Regions from separate parts of the Ovis aries genome. Here region 1 is linked to region 2. The links are chromatin contacts, called in public Hi-C maps. All regions are on one chromosome and are shown on one strand. Each heading gives the region's core, a stretch centred on a gene start, on an enhancer-like site or on the middle of the called end of the contact. The rest is flanking DNA. Distances are from core to core; before and after follow the strand shown.

What was found. A called contact is a pair of places that touch in the nucleus more often than the background predicts.
Region 1: a contact with region 2 is called in a Hi-C map of liver, with 6 times the contacts expected there. The contact joins the promoter of ANKRD17 here to the promoter of LOC101103154 in region 2. A contact is called at or near these places in 10 of 16 Hi-C or Micro-C datasets (blood, hypothalamus, liver and 5 more).

What each region holds. Positions count from the first base shown.
Region 1 is chr6:89,100,586-89,104,504 of ARS-UI_Ramb_v3.0, forward strand. It overlaps ANKRD17 (ankyrin repeat domain 17), which reads right to left and starts at 1,777. Exons shown (of 33, transcript XM_027971068.3): 1 at 1,233-1,777. The coding sequence starts at 1,646. It overlaps LOC132659963 (a long non-coding RNA gene), which reads left to right and starts at 2,176. Exons shown (of 3, transcript XR_009601060.1): 1 at 2,176-2,207.
Region 2 is chr6:88,927,835-88,931,405 of ARS-UI_Ramb_v3.0, forward strand. LOC101103154 (cytochrome c oxidase assembly protein COX18, mitochondrial) reads right to left here and starts at 1,629. Exons shown (of 6, transcript XM_027971062.3): 1 at 1,206-1,629; 2 at 496-596. The coding sequence starts at 1,547.

The DNA.
Region 1 (3,919 bases), core at 527-3,026, 170 kb after region 2:
AAAACCCAGCCTTGTATCAAAATAAGCTGTGTTTGTGGAAAAGAATAAATGGCAAGTGGTACTTTTATATAATTTAGTTGTTCTCTCTTATAACTAAATTTATAATCAGCCTTTAAAAAGCGGTTTTCCTTCTGTTGCCTTAAGTTACAACTTCTTTCTTCAGATCGAGATTTTCTAGCTTCCATTTCAGGAAGCAGACAAGAGAGTTACAAAAGACCTGCTAACTAGGAAGGCCAACTCTTAGCTTGTTCTCAGTATGGTACGTTTTACTGAGCTTTTGGTTAAATGCCTTCTTTGAAGAATGAGGGCCTGCAACGCCGCCTGTCTGTGAACCCAGGAAAAATTATAAACAGTTATGAAACCAGATCACTAGGACAGACCAAGAGGCCTTCTTCCTATTCCAACTCACCACAACCAACCCTGGCTCCCAAGCAGCGTCTTAGGCTGCTCCACATTCTGTGGAAAGCAACAGGGCCTAGCTTAATTCTTCCTCACCAAGGAAGCATTTGAAAATGTATGAGTATGTACAGTAAGGATCAAATACATTTTTCATCCACTGAGTCATATATCAATGTAAATGGATATAAGATCAATTCATCCAAAATCTTTGAGAGATCGAGTAAGTGAAGGTGACTTCACCAGCCACAATTATTGGTGGGGGGGGGGGGGGGGGGGGGAACCTGCAGCAGAACAGTATGGAAAAGTACAGCTTCTCACGTGTCTCTCACACAAATACTTAGCTCTCAGTCCATTACAAGCTTGCCTCCCCCTCAAACTGCTCCCCTCCACCTCACTAGTGGGAGAAATCTACCAACCTCTTAATCTTTCCCCAAGAGACTCTCCTACCTATTATCTTACCCCTCCCGCTTTGGTCCCGCCCCCGCCCCAGGAGTAACAGGGCCCTACTGGCCTGAGGCCGACCCCGCCGGGTGTGCACACAGTGAATCTAACCAATTCCTTCCACCCTTAACCGTGTGAACCATGCCAGGGTAACGTGCTGTGCAGCAACTCTGTGGACTCTGCGGTCCTCCCACCCCCACGTGTCAGCTACCCTCCCCCACATGTCCACACCTCACGATTTCGGCCCGGGAAAGAAAGAGAGCGGTGGAAAGCCCAGCCCCGAAGACAGATCAAGCCCACAGGAATCGGTCCCCTCGCAAGTCCCCTCCCACCTTTGGCCCCGGCCCTTTACACTCCCTTCCTCCCTTCTTCCTTTGAAAGCAGGCCCTTGCCTCAGAAACCTCTTCTTCCTCGTCGTCGTCGTCCTCTTCTTCCTCGCTGTTGTTGCTGCTGGTGCCGCCGCCGCCGCCTCCGCCGCCGCCGCCGCCTCCGCCGCCGCCGCTGTTGTCGCTGTCGCTGCTGCTTTCGCTGCTGCTGGGGGGTCGGCAAGTCCGGTTACGCTTGGCCTTGTGGTGCTGCTGCTGCGGCGGCTTCTTCTTCAGGAGCAGATCGCAGACTCGCACCATCCCACGAGGAGACGAGGCCGAGCGAGCCCCGCTGCCGCCGCCAATGCCGCTGCCGACCTCCGCTGCTGCCGCCGCCGCCGCCGCCGCCGCCGCCGCCGCGGGGGGGCCCGCCACCGCCGCCACCGCCGGGGGGCTCCCTTCTCCCTCAGCCGCCGCCACCGGAACCGTCGCCTTCTCCATCTCCGGGGAAAGAGGGAGGGCGCGGACGGGGGAGGGGCGTGGGGGCTACGCTCTACCGCGACTTCGGCCGCACCGGGGCCGACACAGCGCTCGGTGCCGCCTCCGCCGCCACCGCCTCGGTCACCTCTACTGCCGCCGCCGCCGCCGCCGCTCCGCCAGCTCTCACCTCGTCTCGCGATACTAAGGGCGGGGAGCCTGACGATGGGAGGGAGGGAGAGGGAGGGAGCGTGAGGGAGCAAGCGGGGGGTGGGGGAAGCGAAGAGGGAGACCCGGGTGCTCGGAGATCCAGCAGAGGGGAGACTACCGAGAGTCGGGGGAAGTGTGCCTAGGGCGACTTCCGATGGGGGGGACGGCGGGGACAGAGGAGGGCCGCGGTGATTGCCGTAGCGCCCGCTAGTACCCGGATCGCTTCTCTTTCCTCGCTATTTCCCCCACACACAACCCTTCAGACCTCCCTTCTTCCTTCCTCGCTGGTGTATAGAACGCAGCCGCAGGCGGAAGTACGAGTGACGCCATCAGCCGTCGCCTGAGTGGTGGCGCGCGGGTGGCCGAAAGACGAAAGTGAGACTTAGAGGGCCGGGTCTCCGGCCTTCGCGAGCGGGCGGTGCTGCGGTGCATGGGGCGGGCGGCTGAGCGGGCGGGCTGGAGCGGAGCAGCCCGGGCCGGGTGGGAGCGGGTACGGAAGCTCGGGCCAGACGCTTTGTTAGCAGGAGGCCCGGACAGCCTGATCCGGGAGGTGGGGCCTGGTTCTGGACTGCCGTACGTAGTTTCGTTCCTGGCCATTTTTTCCACCGCCAAATGGTGAGTTAGGGCTTTGGATCTTGAGAGCTGGCGTAGTATGAAGGAAAGAGTCCCTTTTGCCTCAGTTTGAGTCTTGGATCATAGACTTCCTGAACCTGAGTTTACACTTGTGTTACCAACATAAGGAGTTCGATTAGTTGATGTCTGAGATCACTGCAAGTCTAAAGTTTCCTCTAAAGGGCTGAAGACAGGAGAAGGAAGCAGGATATGCGCCTGACTTTGCAGACGTTTTAGTGAATGACCCCGATTTAGTCCTTCCACTCCATCACCTTCTCGGCTTTTATCTGTGAAGTAAGCATCATAAGTAATCATCCTTGTCTGTGTTTCTCTTGGAAGGAATATTGTGATAGGGGTTGTGAGTTCATTTGTGGATGTCTGAAGAACTTGCAGGACTTTTGAAATAATAGCGTAGCTTATTGAACTCAATGAGCCCTTTCAGGTTCAATAAGGGCACAGCAGCATAAGGAAAATGAAGGAAACATCAAAGACAGATGTACTGGCACAAGATAAAAAGTATGTCTCAGCTGACATAGTTGCCATTTTAAGACTGCTAAGTTTAGCTGAGTGTGCCTGAATTTTTTTAGCTTTTTTTTTTTTTTCTTTTTAGCATTGGCATACCATATGAAATGTGGGCAGTTGCCAGTAGTCTGCAGAGTACTATGGCAGAATTGGCAATGACTGAATCGATTCATTCAAGAAAAAATTCATCATGTGCCTACTATGTGCATAGTTTCTAAAATCTAAGTCTCTGCTTCCAGGGGCTTTGCAGTGACATAAGTGTTATAGTAAATACACAGAGAGTGCTAACCTTCTGCCTGTACCTCTTGTACAGTGGTTGCTAAGTGCAGAACAGTATTGTGCAGCTAAGGTGCTCAGTCGTGTCTGACTCTTTACGACCCCATGGACTGTAGACCACCAGGCTCCTCTGTCCATGGGGATTCTCCATGGAAGAATACTGGAGTGGGTTGCCATGCCCTCCTCCAGGGGATCTTCCCAACCCAGGGATCGAGATGTCCCGCATTACGGGTGTATTCTTTACCTTCTGAGCACCAGGGAAGCCCAGTACATTGTATATTTTAACACTACAGATTTAGGTCATAACCTCAGGTGGATTCCTCCCTCCTGCTTGTATATTCTGAAGCACCTTTTTCATCCTACCCACTAGAACACTTTTGCAGTCTTTAAATCCCTGCCACATATAATTAGAAGGCCGATGCTATTAGACAAAAATGCCTTCAATTTTCCAAATGCTAGAAACTTAGATACTTCTGAATCTTTCCTCCAATATCAGTGGAATGAGACAATCCCTGCTCTTACATAAAATGAATTGTCCATCTTTCCTCTAGTTCCAATCCCGTATTTCCCTTTTATCTTTTCTGTCTTCAGGCTTCTACAATTGTCCTTCCACTCTATCTCCTTTCCTCCACAACCAAGCTTTAAAGAGTACTCTACGTTCGATGTCTCTTTTTATT
Region 2 (3,571 bases), core at 379-2,878:
ACAGCAACACAGGATAACTATAGCAGAGTAACAACTCCTGGCCTACCCAGTTGCTTTTACCATGGCATTTATATTTTCTGTCTCCTCATTCTTTTGGGCAGCTACCTGCTCTATGCTGTCAGAAGGTGTCAAAATCTGTCAAAATGCTGTCAAAATCTCAACAAAATGGCATCTGCTATATCTGCATCCTGTGAAGCCTTCCCTAACTTCCCATGATGACTTAACTCCTTGTACATAATCTTTTTTAGTTACTTAATCCAGTCATTATTTGATTACACATCTGTCTTTTTCAGTAATCTGGAGTCCTTTAAAATCAAGGAACTCTGCTTTCTCTTTTTGCTTTCAGTCCAGTATATAAACCTTCCATGCCACAAACTTTTTAAATTATTAAAAAGAACCACTTTGCTGCTAAAGCTACAGAATACCATACCCTGTAATACACACATACATACATATATATTTTTTCATGGTCTTACATGCAGAGAATTAGCTTACCTGGCAACTCTCTTGGACCATCCCAACTGATGTGCACGAACTGCAACTTCTTGGTTAAGATGTCGTGCAATGTTTTTTATTTCTGGCTGCAAATTTTCCACCTAGCTAAAGAAAAAGTAGACTTTGTCATGAGCACATTAAAGATCTGTTTCATAACCACTCATAATTTTACTCTCTATTTCCTAAACTCATTTAAAAAAATGTAGTTTACTGGTTGTGTCAGGAAACTCTAAGATTGCTCACAAGATGTTAACTTAAGATATCCTCAATCGCAATCAAATTAAAATTCCAGCTTATACACTTAACCAGTGTGATGTTGGGCAAATTATTCAACCTCAAAAGTCTTGTTCCCTCTTATATAAAATGTATAACAGCACCTACTTCACAGGGTTATTTTAAGGATTAAATCAGCCCTACACTCCACACTTTCAATGTTTCAACCCTGGGTTTTCCAGTAATATAAACTGAAGAAACGGTAGTCTATTAAAGTATCTTCAATATGTTCTTTGTAGGTACAGAGCCATAAAAGAATCTGCATTTACTTCTACCTGTGTTAATTCCTTTTTATAAGCTTGCTGCCTTAAAGGTGCTGATGATTAACAGTAAGTACTCCGGAAGTATCTGGGGACCTTACGCCCCGGTGAGACATGGACCCTCCTCACCACGGAAGTGGGTATGCACGGTCCATGGCGCGGCTTGAAACCCCTCACCTTGGCCAGGATGTAGTGCTGGTAGGCAGCCAGGGGTAGCGTGACGGCCCCGCGCAGGGCCACGGTGGTGAGGAGAATGCTGCCCCACCAGGGCAGGCCCGAGGCGGTGTGGGCGAAGAGCAGTACGTCCTCTGCGCTCTGCACCGGCGCCGAGGTAGCCAAGGCCTCGTACCAGCCTCCCGCGCCGCTCGGGCCAACTGCGGAGACCGATGCCACCGCCCACACTGGCAGAGCGGAGCTCTTGGCGCCGCCCGCTGGGGCCCCTGCGAGCGATGGGTCCAAGACACGGACCTGCAGGGCAGGCCGGGGCCGCAACCACCTAACGCTGAGCCGGCACAGCATCTCCGCGCCAGGGCTGGGACCGAAACGCCGGCCTCACGGACCAGGAACGCTCGCACCGCTCCGCCGAGGCCTCTACGCGCATGCGCCAGCAACCCCGGCGTGGAGTGGGCGGGATCCCGCGGGTAGCCACAGTTGACCTTCCCGGTCAAGCCAGTGACGTACTGAGTCGCACTAGAGATGACGCACGAGGCAGGAAAGTCCCACCTTTCCCACGCGGCACTGAGCAAGCCTACTGCGCAGACACGAAACTTTCGCGCTGCCGCGGTGGAGCTCCTCGAGGCTAGACCGGAATTGTAGTGTTGGGGGTGGGACTTGGTGCCCGGGGCGCGGCGAGGCGTTCTCTAGGAAGCTCTCGTCCTGTAAAGTCGGTCTTCGGCATATACCTTTACGTTCTTTTTGACTTAGCTAATCATGTCATGGTTTAAGCTTTGTGGGTGCTTTTTGTGATCAGAAGGTAGCCCTCCACGTCTTTATGTGCGCCCCGATTGCTTCCGCTAGGGATTGAGATTATACTCTACCTTGAACGCGTTGCTGAAATGCCAGTTTGGAGAGAGGCGTGTTTCTGTGTTGTTGAAATCAAGTCTTTATGCACTAAGCATATTTATAGTCTGTGCTATAAATATTTAATTTGCTCATTTGTCCTAATAGGCATTTTCAGAACCAGTTTTAGTGTTTCATCTTTCATTATAAAGAGCAGTAAAGTTTATTAAGAGTAAAGAACCATCTCCTGAGTTAAGGGTAATTATCACTGGCAGCACGGTGACTTCTTTATTGGGGCTTAACATCATGTATAAACTTTCAGGAGCCTGAACAGCAACATCAGGTGTCTTCTGGTTAAAAGGAGCAGGCTAAATATACATGGACTAGTTTTTAGCTTTGTGTTCCTGGGAACACTATGGGATGACATGGAGTTTCTTAACATAATGATCATCGTTAGACCTAGAGGCCAAATTGTGTTGAGGAACAAAATCATTGATTAAAACGAAGGTGCCAGCCAATATTGGGGTAATGTCAAACTGGAGCTACTGTTCTTGCTTCACTGTGCACCTACCCAGGGGTACCAGATGTATTTTCGCTGGGTTCAGGAAGTGATCTTCCTTCAGATTGCATGATTAAATCCATTCATGAAATTTTATATGTTAACACACACATCCCAACATATGTTACATACAGAATTTTTTTTCCAAAAGTAAAAGCCTGTATCGCTGTCTCCCTATCCACTTGTCAAGTTAAAACAAGCAACCTATTGGTACTGACTACTGGTTTAAAGTGGAAAAGAATTTTACATGGAATTATCTTGGCCTGAAGGTTGAGGGAGCAAAGGAACAACTTCTATGCTGCTGCACTCCTCTTGTTGCAGAGACCTGATAACATCAGGAGTTGGACTTTCTGCAGCGCCATTTAGGCCTAAGGACTGTGACCTTTGATATGTAGGAGAAAAGGAGTTAATGAAAGGAAAAAGATCCTAAAATAAAAACTCCACGTTTATGCATTCACTATTCAGATAATTTAAATCAATAATTTTTCAAGCTATTCCTCAAATTCCTAAGACTTCCTTCTGTGGATTTGTATTCAGGAGTCGGGGCTGGAACTTCTTCGATGAGTGTAGGTTCACCTTTTCTGCTACATTTTGGGGTCACAGCTTATAGTCTCATTTAAAAATGTTCCACTTCTCTAAGTTTGAATATTGTGACCTAAATAAAATGTATGAATATTTAACCTAATTTCATATACTTAAAACATACAGTTTACAATTTGGTTAATGGAGATGATCAGGACTGGCTATCTACTTGGTATAGAATGTAGGGAGAAATATTTGTCAATTACAAATACAATATACAAATGTCTATGTATGTACTGGTAACAAACATTGTGATACCCTGAGTATTTTGAGTGGAAAAATATACTACAGAGTGACTATACAAATATTGGGGAAACCAGCTGAAATCATGTCAACCCTAATACTTTGCAAATGGATATATTATGTTTAAAAAGTTCATTTTAAAACATTTTTCAACATTTCT